3 separate regions of the Mus musculus genome follow, and regions 1 and 2 are each linked to region 3. The links are chromatin contacts, called in public HiChIP or PLAC-seq maps. All regions are on one chromosome and are shown on one strand. Each heading gives the region's core, a stretch centred on a gene start, on an enhancer-like site or on the middle of the called end of the contact. The rest is flanking DNA. Distances are from core to core; before and after follow the strand shown.

What was found. HiChIP or PLAC-seq counts read pairs in DNA pulled down with a chosen protein or histone mark.
Region 1: a contact with region 3 is called in an H3K27ac HiChIP or PLAC-seq map of embryonic stem cells, with 9 read pairs. The contact joins the promoter of Kantr here to the enhancer-like site in region 3. A contact is called at or near these places in 3 of 484 Hi-C or Micro-C datasets (large pre-B cells, nephron progenitors and undifferentiated spermatogonia), 3 of 115 datasets of contacts at active chromatin or transcription factors (the 230-238 cell line and embryonic stem cells) and 3 of 9 other capture datasets (adipose tissue, liver and pancreatic islet).
Region 2: a contact with region 3 is called in an H3K27ac HiChIP or PLAC-seq map of embryonic stem cells, with 14 read pairs. The contact joins the promoter of Kdm5c here to the enhancer-like site in region 3. A contact is called at or near these places in 8 of 39 promoter capture datasets (the 3T3-L1 cell line, the C10 cell line, embryonic stem cells and 2 more), 5 of 484 Hi-C or Micro-C datasets (the AML12 cell line, embryonic stem cells, female germline stem cells and 2 more), 4 of 115 datasets of contacts at active chromatin or transcription factors (CD8 T cells, the SCID.adh cell line and embryonic stem cells) and 3 of 9 other capture datasets (adipose tissue, liver and pancreatic islet).

Annotation. Positions count from the first base shown.
Region 1 is chrX:152,325,069-152,329,108 of GRCm38.p6, reverse strand. Kantr (Kdm5c adjacent non-coding transcript) reads left to right here and starts at 1,616. Exons shown (of 3, transcript NR_040270.2): 1 at 1,616-1,699; 2 at 1,870-1,948.
Region 2 is chrX:152,231,904-152,236,390 of GRCm38.p6, reverse strand. It overlaps Kdm5c (lysine (K)-specific demethylase 5C), which reads right to left and starts at 3,164. Exons shown (of 26, transcript NM_013668.4): 1 at 2,681-3,164. The coding sequence starts at 2,830.
Region 3 is chrX:152,284,699-152,288,921 of GRCm38.p6, reverse strand. No RefSeq gene overlaps it. Among named protein-coding and RNA genes, the nearest start is that of Kantr, 41 kb to the left of the region's middle. Within about 2 kb of position 1,426, at least 4 of the 459 cell types and tissues checked have an H3K27ac peak or open chromatin away from gene starts, as enhancers often do. A contact at or near this core is called in embryonic stem cells, where this site is marked.

The DNA.
Region 1 (4,040 bases), core at 367-2,866, 40 kb before region 3:
TTGTTTTGTTTTAGCACTTTATTGTAGAAAGACAGGGAGAAAGGAGAGAAGGTAGAAGGAGAGAGGAACCGGCCATGGCCACGTGGAGAGAGGGGGGAAGGGAAAGGGAAAAGGAGGGCTAGAGAGTAAGAAAGGGAAAAGCTTAAAGAGCCAATTTCAATTTCTGTGTCATTGATTTCTTTTGTGACCTAGAACTCTTCTCACAAAAAAAAAAAAATCCTTTAAAATTGGAAAAATCACATCTAGAATTTAGAAAGCCAACTATTGAAATATTAAAATAGAAAAATGTGCTAGAGTCATATATGTATTGCTCATCAATCCATTAAATCATAGGATGCTTTGGTTTAAAGACTACAATGATTATCGTGATTTTAGATTTATTTTACTTTTATTTATATGTGTATTTGTTCCTGTGCATGCACTCATGTGTGCTATGCAAAGGTGTCTTCATAGCAGATGAAGATATCTGGTACCCTGGAGGAGGAGTTACAGGCAACTGACATTCATGCTGGCAACTAACCTCCAGTCTTCTACCAGAGCAGCAAGCACTTGTAACCATGGAGTTATCTCTCCGGCTCCCTCTTATCATGATTTTAAAGCACTAATTATATATTTCAGAGATTACATATTTGAAAGAGCTGCAAATTTATACTGTGATGGACAAATCTCTCTGATTGCTACTGGTAACAGTCACCAATATTACGTCCTTTATTGAAAACATGCTAAATTTCCTAAACAGAGAGGGGAAACAAAGATGTAAATTCATTCCCATCCAAGTTATTCCTCTCTGCCCCAAGCTGCACCCACAGGCTCTCCTGGAGGATCTGTGCTACTCAAATTTAAGATTTGTTAATAGAATGGTCCTTCCTGTCTTCCCTTCCTTTAGAAGACAAGAGAGATGGATTTTATTCGAAATAATTGTTGCACAGTTTCAGACCACTAAGTTTGCCTCGTTGGAAGGCAGCTGTGCTCACCATCGTACTACCAATGCCTCATCGAGTCTGCCTCTTTAGGCCATAGCTTCTTTTATGTGAAGACTGACCACACCTAATTAAAAAATGAAATAAAATCTGTCGGGTATAAATGGCTCACACCTTTAGTCCCAGCACTCAGGAGGCAAAGGCAGGCCTGGTTTACAGGGCGAGTCAGCCAGGGCTACTAAGTAGGATCACCTTATTCTCCATGGATGGAATTAGGAACAATGCTTACAGGGAAAGCGAGAAACCTAGCTCAGAAACTCCTACAAGTGGGTGTGGAGCTATAGGAAACTGGAAGTACATTCGCAGTGTCTCTAAGCAAAACGGTGTAAAGGCAGTGTGGCTACAGAAAGAAAGAAGACATCACGAAAGTAATAATTCTATTCAGTGATTTGTGCTTAGCCTGGTTTAGGGTTTCCTGCGTTTTAACAAACAACCCCCGAAGGCCCAGTCCTCTAGACCTGCAAAAGGACTGAGCAGTAATCCTTTCCTGACCAGTGTTGTTAACGGAAGGGCTGGCACATAAGCCAATCACACCCTCGAGAGGGTGGAGTTTTCGTAGGTGCTTCCAATTCCAACCAATCTCAGGGAAGGCAGGAGGGCAATCCTCCAATGGGAGCTGAGGAGCCCGTGGTAAGTGGTGGAGCATCGCTATCCTGCCAGGGTTCGGTGGAGCATTGCGTGAAGCGTCTGCGTGTCTGCGAGATCTTGCTGTGGGCCAGGTATCCATTCTCCTGCGGCAGCTTAGACCCTACGGAGACTAGAGGTATCCCAAGAGAAGCAGTAAAGATGGGGTGGTGGGTTAGAAAACGGCGGGAGGGGAGAGAACGGCCCAGAACGCGTGTGGGGAGGGACCTGGCGCGCTTTTACCTGGGCGGCCTTTCGACTCTAGGTCCGTGGGTGGTGGAGGATCCTTTGCGTAGCAAAAAAAGAAGGCGAGTGCCCCTGCATCCTCTCCAGACGGTACCCAGGTGAGTATTACCCTCTTGAACCCACCACCCGTGCCCACCCTCTGGGAGCCTCCCAATCCCGGTCTCTGGGGAAAAGATTTCGTGCAGGTCTGCTGCTCACGTGATTGTTTGTGTTCTAGTCTTGACTCCATATCTGCCTCTACCCAACATTTTCTCTCTCTGAGACGTACTAAGATATCCCAGACTCAGGAGGCCTAATCCTTACCTGACCCCTTGAAACCAGCTATGAAATTTTAAACTATCCGTTTTATTCATTTGGGTCTTGGTTTCATCATCTGCCAAATGGGGGTCTGTCTCTACCTGAGCCAATGCGCATGCTTGGTCCCTAAAATTTTTTTCAATAAATAATTATGATTGTGATTGAAAGAATATTGATTCTCTTAGTCTCTGACTTTTTTTCACCCTTGTCTGTCTCTGACCCTCTCCCCACTGGACCTTTTTTTGAATGCTACTGTCCTCTCATTTTCCACACTGAACCTAACTCTTTCCTATCCCTAATGTGGTTGGAGGTACAATATATATAACAATGAGAGTGGCCCAAAGGTAGGGCACAAAACTGGAGCCTGGTCTTGAGCTACTTGTAAGTCTCATTGAGGAGTCTCTGTTTCTTGGCCTTCTCTGTTAAACAGGTAGAAACACCAAGGATGGGGAGAAATTTATATTAAGCTACTTTTCAGCCAGCTTTGATGGTGGTGCATGACTACATTCACAGCATTCAGGAGGATTGCCACAAGTTCAAGATCAGCCTCAGCTACATAATGAGTCCAAAGTAAACCTGGGTTACAATGTAAAACACTGTCTTGCCCCCCCCCAACCCCACCAAAACATTTTTATTTTGTTGGTTTTTTTTTCAAGAAAGGGTTTTGCTGTGTAACAGCCCTAGCTGTCTTAGAAATCACTCTGTAGCCCAGGATAGCCTTGAACTCACAGAGAACAGCTTGCCTTTGCCTTCTGAGTGCTGGGATTAAAGACATGCACCACCACCAGGGCTACAAAACAGTTTAATAGCCATTATGTAATGTTGGTCACCACAGATAGTCCAAGGATCTTCTAATTATATCCCCTTGTAGGCCTGAGCATCTTTTCTGTCCTTATCTAGGAGTTCTTCTAGATCAGACATTTTGAAACTCCCTGTCAAGTATCACAACTCTCTTCCCATTCCTATGCTAATTTTTCCATATTCTTGCTATACCTTTGTCATTCTGACAACTATAGACCCAATAGTCTATTTTAATAATGTGTAGTTTGCCTCCTTCACTATTTTTTAATGAAGAGCATAAAAAGTAGACTCTGCATACACAATCCTCCCACAGCTTATAATGACATTTTAATTGTAATATAATAGAGAAATTTTTTTGTTTGTTTTTCAAGGCAGGGTTTCTCTACGTACAGCACTGGTTGTTCTGGAACTCACTTTGTAAACCAGGCTGGCCTCAAACTCTGCCTCCTGAGTGTTGGGGCTGAAGAACAATGTATAATAAAACAGTATGCACTTCAATACGTAAATGCTTTGATATAACTTCACTAAAAGAAATAATTTTACACATTATTTCATGTATCTGACTTGTACATGTGACAGCTACATGTGTATTGATTGAGTGGTGACTCAGAAACCATATATAGGATATAGTTCCTTTTCCATAAATGATGAGTAATTCTTCATAAAGTTCTAAACAAAAGAACGTGTATGTATATGTCTCTTTGTTTGGTTGCTAGATTTCTAAAAAAGCGAGTATAAATGAATATCCTTGTTTAGTAACTCCTCTAGCCTTATGTCCTACCACTCTGCCCTCCTACTCCATTTCACCTATAATAGCCTCCTTAAGGTTATTTCAATGTATTAGGCCTTCCCCTCCCTTTCAAATAAATACTCTTCCCCAGATTATCCACAGATCTCATTCCCTCACTTCAGGTTTCTGTTGTCATTTTCTTGTTGAGATCTACCATGAAGATCCTGCTTAACAACTCCATTCTAGTCTGAACACTAACCCAACTTTATTAGTTCCCATTGCATTCCATCTTCTTACATCGTACAGTTAGTTATGTGTTGCTTAACAATGGGAATATAACCTGAGGAAAATATCATTATGTA
Region 2 (4,487 bases), core at 1,915-4,414, 54 kb after region 3:
CACATGATGGCTCACAACCATCAGTACAACTACTCATATACATAAAATAAATAAATCTTTAAAAAAATTTTAAAATGGTTAAAAAAAAAAGACCCTAAAATAACCTAGATCAACGTCTTCATTTTACAGACGTGGAAAGTAAGGCTAGGAGAGGAAATCCTATGCTAGTTAGCAGCAGAGCCAACACTAGAACCCATGTCCTCTGATCGCTGGTTCTTTCTACTACACTAAGCTACCAGCATTCACACACAAGTGAACACATATGGAAGGACAGAAAAGGTATAGGAAAAGAGAGAAAGAGCTGTTGATCTCTGTATGCAGGCTCTTTCTCTTAAAAAAAGGAACCAGAGGCCTCATATTTGCAAGTGCACACATTCTTCCCCAACCCATGGTAATAGACAGAAAGCACTTGAGGCTGACGAAAGCAGGAGGGGTGAAAAAAAAAAAAAAAAAAAAAAAAAAAACAAACCTTAGGCTAAAATGCTACGGCTTAAGCCAGGTGAAGCTTTCCATACCCTCTTATCTCCCATCAGACAACACTCCCCTCAGCACAGATAACCCAGACAGAAAGGTGCTCAAACCCCAAACTCTAAGCACTGCTTTTCTCTGCTCTGCCAAGTTCTAAACAATTTGAAGTCCTAAGGCAGGAGCTATAGGTGCAACAGTAGATGGGGAAGGTCCAACAAACCTCTCATCTCAGTCCTGTATTAGTACAAATGCTCAAGATGATGGCATTTCGAATGTGGTGACAAACAGGATGGCGAATTCAAGAAGTTGTGTGATGCCACCATTAACTACCCTGTCCTCCATCCATCTATGCCAAGTGTAGCAAGCAGCCACATGCTATGAAACACAAACCCAAAACCACCCCTCTAAGAAAAACTCCAATACCTACTCACACACAGGTTTGCATCCTGGGCCTAAGAATCACTTGGGTGAGTAATTCAAGTTCCAAACAGAAGAAAGCCAACTGCTTTAGAGCCTAAAGGTGGTTTAAGAGAATTGTGGGCACGTACACAAAATCATGAACAACAAAAACAAAAGTCAGGACTGGAAAGAATCAAAGCTACTGGAGTGGAGAAAAGAAGCCTACCAAAGAACAGTCCCCTGGGGACAAACGGACAGATGGACAGATGAACAGATGGACGAAAGGATGGACACACACACCGATGTCCTTGTCATTTCTTCCATCCTGGTTCCCCAAGACAAGGTAAGAGCACCTACATAAGGCCAACCTGCCCAAAAGCCCAAGGGAGAAAAAAGGGAAATTGAGACCTCAATTATCCCCATATTAGGCGTCTCCTGACCACGTCAAGGAATATTTCCATAAGGCCATCCAGGAGTCCAACCTTTCCCTTCTGCTAGCCTTCCTGGCTTGTCACTAATAGCTGTGACTCCCTCACAACAGAAACCCATCTTCAGACACCTGTGACCAACAAGGACTCTAGACTCTAGGGCCCGGAGGATCCATCTAAAACCAGCCTATGAAAGGGCAACAAAAGCACTGAATTGGATAAGAAGACCTAAGATGCTCTTGTCAAGTGGGAATAAGGCTTCCACATCCAGAAGCACCTCCTCGAAGATACATTGTTGCGGATAAATTCAAACCAGCCCAGGAATCTCAAGTGGTTACTAAACACTGTTCACCATTGTTTCCTCCAGTGTGTCAGCAAGGCAGCAGCCTGTCCTAGCCTTTGGAAAACTTCCCCTGGGCTAGTCAGGACTAGAAGCAACAATATGGTCCTTTTTGCTGAACATTTGGGAAGCAAAGGAAGATTTCCATATCTCCACTATTGTTCCTGGGGACCCAAGAAAACCTTATCTTATAGGATCATCTACATTCTGAGCCTGAGGTAGAATCCAGATCTTCTGAGAAGGCCATACCAAGCTAACTGGTCTAAACTTCTCCATAGGAAGGCTGTGGGGACCATGTGCAAGAAGGTTCTGACATTACCTTCAACTAGAAAACGCAGGAGCCAGAAAGAGCACTCCCTGTGAGAATGATTTCCTGACTGGCCACCAGGCTAGGATATTATCAGAGATGAATTGGCCTGACAGCGTGAGTAAACATGAGTCAACACACACAGAAGCAAACCAATGACCACATCAAGCACCTTCACAGTCACAGTAATTACCACTTACCAGAGTGCACTATGTTACCTGGTTTAATCTAATTATTCCCAGCACACAATTCACAGGCTCAGGGATTACTTTACATGCCCAAGGTCATACAGCTGCTAACCTTCTAAGTAGTTTTAAACTCACGTCTGACTCCCTTTTGAGACGTGATCTTTCCACTACACCACACAGCTTGCCTTAAAGGGAATAATGACAGTAGTCGTTACTTTGTAACTGCCTCGACCAGGGTGATACAAAGTAAAAGATGGGAGTCTCTGTGCCTCCCTGCGAACTCTCCCCAGCCCATTAAGCATCTGTGTATTGAATCAAGGGAAATTCTCAAGAGCAGAGTGGGAGTGGGTCTCAGACCCCAGGTCACTTGTATGCCACAAAACGAGGAGCCCTGACCCCAGCACCCTTTTTCCGCTTCGTGAGGCATCCACAAAATACCAGCCATCCCATATTCTTCCCACACCTGCTGCCCTCCGCCCGGGACTTCACCACTGGCTACCCGGATCCACCCACAAACTCGCCGCTGGCGACCATCAGCTCCCAGCCTTACCGCGGGTGGGCGGATCTTGCAAATGCCGGACTTCTCGGCGATGGGTCTGATTTTCGCGATGTAGCCAAGAGGGTCTCGGAACTCGGCCCAGCTAGGCTCGAACACCGGACACTCCGGCGGCGGTAGGAAATCGTCGGACCCCAGCTCCATGGTGGGCCCGAGGGCTGGGCCAGAGATCGGGAGGGCTCAGGTCGCCCTTAAGGACGCATGGCGCCGCCGCTGTCTGAAACCGAGGTACTTCTCGGAGTCTAGGCCCTAAGCAGGACGGCCACCGCCCGTCAAGGGCTTAGGGGGGCGGGTGCCGTGCTCTAAAAGTCTCAGGCTGAGGTTCCTTTTACAGGTTCTTAGTCCTGTTCCGTTTCTTCCACACCTTACCGCTGCCTCCCAACTACTGAAGCCTTCACTACTACAGTTAAGTCCCAGTCGCGGCAGGTTTCACCGCTGCCACCGCCATCTTGGTTTGTCAGCGTCTCCTCCCCCCCACCTCTGTACCTCACCACAACAAACCAGATCCCTCCGCAAGGTGTCTCTCCGAGTTCCGTTTACTTTGAGTCAGAAAAAAACCTAGGAAGCCTTCATCATGTGATGACCGAAAGAAATCGGGTTGTATATGTCCCTTATTTGGAGGTGGTTAGTTAAAAACATTTCTCAGGCTAAGAGAAAATAGTTCATTTCATTGGCGGAAGAACAAAATTGTAAATCGATGGCCGGATCCTTTTACCGGATGGACCGGCGATGCACGTTTAAAGGCCAGTGATGCGCATGCGCAGTCTCTAGACAAACCGGAAGAGGAGCTAGTGTCCATAAGTAGTGAGCCTAAACTAGTACGCGCCCATGCGCGCTCGCACACGCTCGCGCACGCGCACGCACACACCCTAGATCCCAAGCCGGTTGTCTCCTCCCCAATGTCCTTTGCTGCTTCTCTCAGGTCCTTTCAGTGAGAACCACGGAAGGCGGTGATTTCGAGGAACCTCCGCCCCCTTCCTCCCCCTCCCCCTCCCATTCCGCGTGTCTACTGCTGAGTGAATTGAAGATTTACCAGACTTACACCTCTGAGGTTTTTGTTTTTAAATGAAAGAAGGAAACTCCTCACTCCCTAGAGAATGTGGAGTTTTAGAAGCTTCAGTCCCACGTAGAGTAAAAATGCATTATTCTCCCCAGTATCATTGGCCATCAGCATTTTAAAGAATGCTTTCGACTGTTTGGTATACATTGTAACTATATAAACACTTTGTATAATATGTGTGTATCCATTTTTGTAGCAACTACTGCTACAAAAAAACCAAAAGGCCTGGATGTTTACATTTTTGTTTATTCCATGTATATGCAGTACATAGAGGCTAAAAAGGGGGGGATTTTGAGTTTGAGACCAGCCTGAGCTACATAGCAAGATCCTGCCTCACAAAGTAGTAGTAGTAGTAGTACTAGTAGTAATATTATTATTACTAATGGCCGGGCAGTAGGTGGCACATGCCATTAATCCCAGCACTTGGGAGGCAGAGGCAGGTTGTACAGTGAGTTCTTGTCTCCAAAAAAAAAAAAAAAAAGGGCAGGCATGGTGGCATACATCTTTAATTCCAGTACTCAGGAGGCAGAGGTAGATGAATCTCTGAGTTCAATGTCATCCTGGTCTACAGAACTACTTCCAGGATAGCCAGGATAGGGCTACTCCCCATCTCAAAAACTCAATAGTAATAATAGTAATAATAATGTAAAGTAATGGAACTGGACAGGAGAAAAGGCATTAAAATTAAGGTTAGTAAGTTTGCTGTTCCTCACCTGAAGACATTTTGCTTTTCTACCTGAG
Region 3 (4,223 bases), core at 177-2,676:
TAGAGAGATGGCTCAGTAGTTCCTCAGTTCAAATCCCAGCAACCACATGGTGGCTCATAACCATCTGTAATGGGATCTGATGCCCTCTTCTGGTGTGTCTGAAGACAGCTACAGTGTACTTATATACATAACATAAGTAAATAAATGTTTAAATAAAATATGGTGTCTTAGGGTTTTATTCCTGCACAAACATCATGACCAAGAAGCATATTCAGCTTACACTGCCACTTTGCTGCTCATCACCAAAAGAAGTCAGGACTGGAGCTCAAGAAGGAGGTGATGCAGAGGCCATGGAGGGATGTTCTTTACTGGCTTGCTTCCCCTGGCTTGCTCAGCCTGCTCTCTTATAGAACCAAGACTACCACCCAGAGATGGTCCCACCCACAAGGGGCCTTTCCCCCTTGATCACTAATTAAGAAAATGCCCCATAGCTGGATCTCATGGAGGCATTTCCTCAAGGGAGGCTCCTTTCTCTGTGATAACTCCAGCTTGTGTCAAGTTGACATAGAAAACCAGCCAGTACAGATGGTATATTCAGGCAAGGGAGTTGTTGACAAAAAAGAAACAAGATATCCAGTCATAAAGAGACATGGAGCTTTAAATGCATATTGCTAAGTGATACTGACCTTAAGAAACTACATACTAAGTTCTATTTTAGTTTTTAATTTTTTTCTATTTTTATGTACCGAATTCTAAATAGCTATGTTCTGGAAAAGAATTATGAAGACACTAAAAAGGTAGTCAGGTAAAAGGATTGGCCAAGGATTAGGGGGAATGAATGAGTTGTTGGAACACAGGATCTTAGGGCAAGAGAATCACACTGTATGGTACTATAATGGTGATTAATGTAAGTTTGACAAAACTCATTCACTGAGTGAACAACATCAAGGACAAAGTTTTGGGGGAAGTCGAAACAAGGGATCTCTGTGTAGCTCTAATTGTCCTGGAACTCTGCCGCAGACCCTCTGGGTTCCTTTGCGTGGAACGAGTCTCTGGGTGCAGATGGGCAAGGAGTTGGTGAATGACAGACAGATCAACAAGTGAGATTGTGTAGAATCTGAATGTAATTTATCAAGTCGAGCATCAAACTTTTTTTTTTTTTTTTTTTTTTTTTTTTTTGGTTTTTCGAGACAGGGTTTCTCTGTGCAGCCCTGGCTGTCCTGGAACTCACTCTGTAGTCCAGGCTGGCCTCGAACTCAGAAATCCGCCTGCCTCTGCCTCCCAAGTGCTGGGATTAAAGGCATGCGCCACCAGGCCCGGCGCATCAAACTTTTTATACAGAAGAATAACAAGAAACCAGGCGAGATACAATCCACCAAGTTACAGTGACACAATACAAAAGGAATGTATACATCAAAAGAAGGCAGGGACCAGGCTGCTGCCACTAAGAAGGGAGCCAGGTGTAAAGCCAGTCAGTCTATTGTTAAGCCCACCACCAGGGATTCTACTTTAGCAGACCTTCTCATGAATACTGCAATACCACAACCCCCCTATTTCCTGGGCCCTAATAATTTCTTGTAACTTTGAAGTATCTGTGGAGAATCTTCATTTGTCAGAAGAATTCACCAACTTGCTTCTAATATGCAATGTAGCCTGTACTGAAGATTTCTATCTCAGTGGGATTCCCTGCTCTTTCATGGTATTCCCTTGTTTGGGTTGAGATTGGCTACTGTCCTTTAGTAAACACTCTGCAGACCAGCCCTGAGCTGCTGGCTCCATCTTTTGTAATGCTTAATTTGTTACTGAATAGGTAACTTCCTTACTGCATTCCTACAGGATTCCAAGTTCATAGGCTTCTGGAACAGTGGGAGGCTTTAGCTATGTCAGAATTCAATCTTAAAATAAATAATAATAAACTTATAATAAAATAATACTAAAAGAGAGCACGTGGTTGCATACACCAGACTAACTCAGGGATATGGTATGAGTATATGGGTTAATGAGAACGCCAAAGCTCCAGGAGGTGAGTTTCTGTGAAACTTTGCCTCATGAGTGCTTCCAGGCCTCTCGGCCTGCCAAGCAAACTTCACTGGAGTGTGTGTAGCAGAACTCACTCTGTAGACCAGGCTAGCCTCCAACTTAAAGATCTGCTGCCTCTGCCTCCTGAGTGCTGAGATTAAAGGTGTGCATCACCATCGCCTAGTAAGAGCAAACTCTTAATGCAAATTATGGACTTGGTTTATAGATCACTATAGATAAATGGGTTTTAAGAAAATGTAGCACTGTACTATTGTAAGATGTAGATAGTGGAAAAGATTATACCTCTGTGGCAACAGGAAATATATAAAAACTCTGTACTTTGTAAAGTTTACACTCAATTTGTTATGAGCCCAATGCTGCTTTATTTATTTAGTTATTTATTTGTTTTCTTTTTCTTTTTTTCTTTTTTTTTGGGGGGGGGGTTGTTTGTTTTGTTTTGTTTTGAGACAGGGTTTCTGTGTATAGCTCTGGCTGTTCTGGAACTCACTTTGTAGACCAGGCTGGCCTCGAACTCAGAAATCTGCCTGCCTCTGCCTCCCGAGTGCTGGGATTAAAGGTGTGCGCCCACCATGCCTGGCTTGTTTTCATTTTTTTAAAGATTTAGTTATTTGTTTTATGTATGTGAGTATACTGTAGCTGTCTTCAGACACACCAGAAAAGGGCATTGGATCCCATAAAAGATGGTTGTGAGCCACCATGTGGTTGCTGGGAATTGAACTCAGGACCTCTGGAAGAGCAGTCAGTGCTCTTAACTGCTGAGCCATCTCTCCAGCCCCTTGTTTTAAATTTTTTGAGTGAGGTTCTTGCTATGCATTTCAGGCTGGCCTCAAAGTTATGGTTCTTATAATTTAGCCTCCTAAATTCCAGGATTACAGGTGTCTTAGTTAGGGTTTTGTTGCTGTGAAGAGACATGACTACAGCAACGCTTACAAAGGAAACATTTCATTTGGGGTTGGCTTACAGTTCAGAGGTTTAGTCTATTATGGTGGCAAAAAGTGTAGTGACACACAGGCAGACATAGTTCTAGAGAAGTGGCTGAGAATTTTACATCTTGATCCACAGGTACCAGTAGACTGTTTATAGCTTGAGCATATATAAGACCTCAAAGCCCACAGTGACACACTTCCTCCAACAAGGCCAAGCTTCCTAATAGTGCAGCTCCCTATTCGAGGCCAGCCTGGTCTACAGAGTGAGTTTCAGGACAGCCAGGGCTATACAGAGAAACCCTGTCTTGAAAAACTCAAAGTTATCTCTAATGTGATCTGATGTCCTCTTCTGGTGTGTGTACTCACATATATAAAATAAATAAATAAATCTTTAAAAAAAACAACAACAATGACTTCATGAAATTCTTAGGCAAATGGATGGAATTAGAAAATATCATCCTGTGTGAGGTAACCCAGTCACAAAAGAACACACATGGGGGCTGGTGAGATGGCTCAGTGGGTAAGAGCACCCGACTGCTCTTCCGAAGGTCAGGAGTTCAAATCCCAGCAACCACATGGTGGCTCACAACCATCCGTAACGAGATCTGACTCCCTCTTCTGGAGTGTCTGAGGACAGCTACAGTGTACTTACAATAAATAAATAAATAAATCTTTAAAAAAAAAAAAGGAAAAAAAAAAAAAAAGAACACACATGGTATGCACTCACTGGTAATAGATACTAACCCAAAAGGTCACCATGCCCATGATAAAACCCACAGACCATAGTGGAACTTAGGAGGAAGGAAGACCAGGATGTGCATGCTTCAGTCCTACATTGAGGGGGGAACAGGATGATCCCAGGAGGTGGAGGGAGAGGGTACCTGGGAGGGAGAGAGGAGGGGGAGGAAATAAGGGGGAGCATTATCAGGTACTGGAGGGAATGGGAGAGAGAGTTACAGAAGCTCAGGAAATTGAATAAAAATATGTAGCAGTGGGGGATGAGGAACTGGGGATAGCCATTGGACGGTCCCATACACCAGGGAAGTGAGAGGCTCCTAGGACCCAACAGGAAGGACATTGTTGCAACTGCCAAGAAGAGCTTGCTGACAGGAACTAGGTATGGCTGTTCCCTGGGAGGTTCTGCTAGCACCTGACCAACGCAGATGCAGATGCAGCCAACCATCAGACTGAGCTCAGGGACCCTGGTCGGGGAGCTGGCAGAAGGACTGAAGGAGCAGAAGGGGGATTGCAACCCCACAGGAAGAACAATGTAGCAGAGGATGCCTTATCTGTTATCAGTGGAAGGGGAGGCCCTTG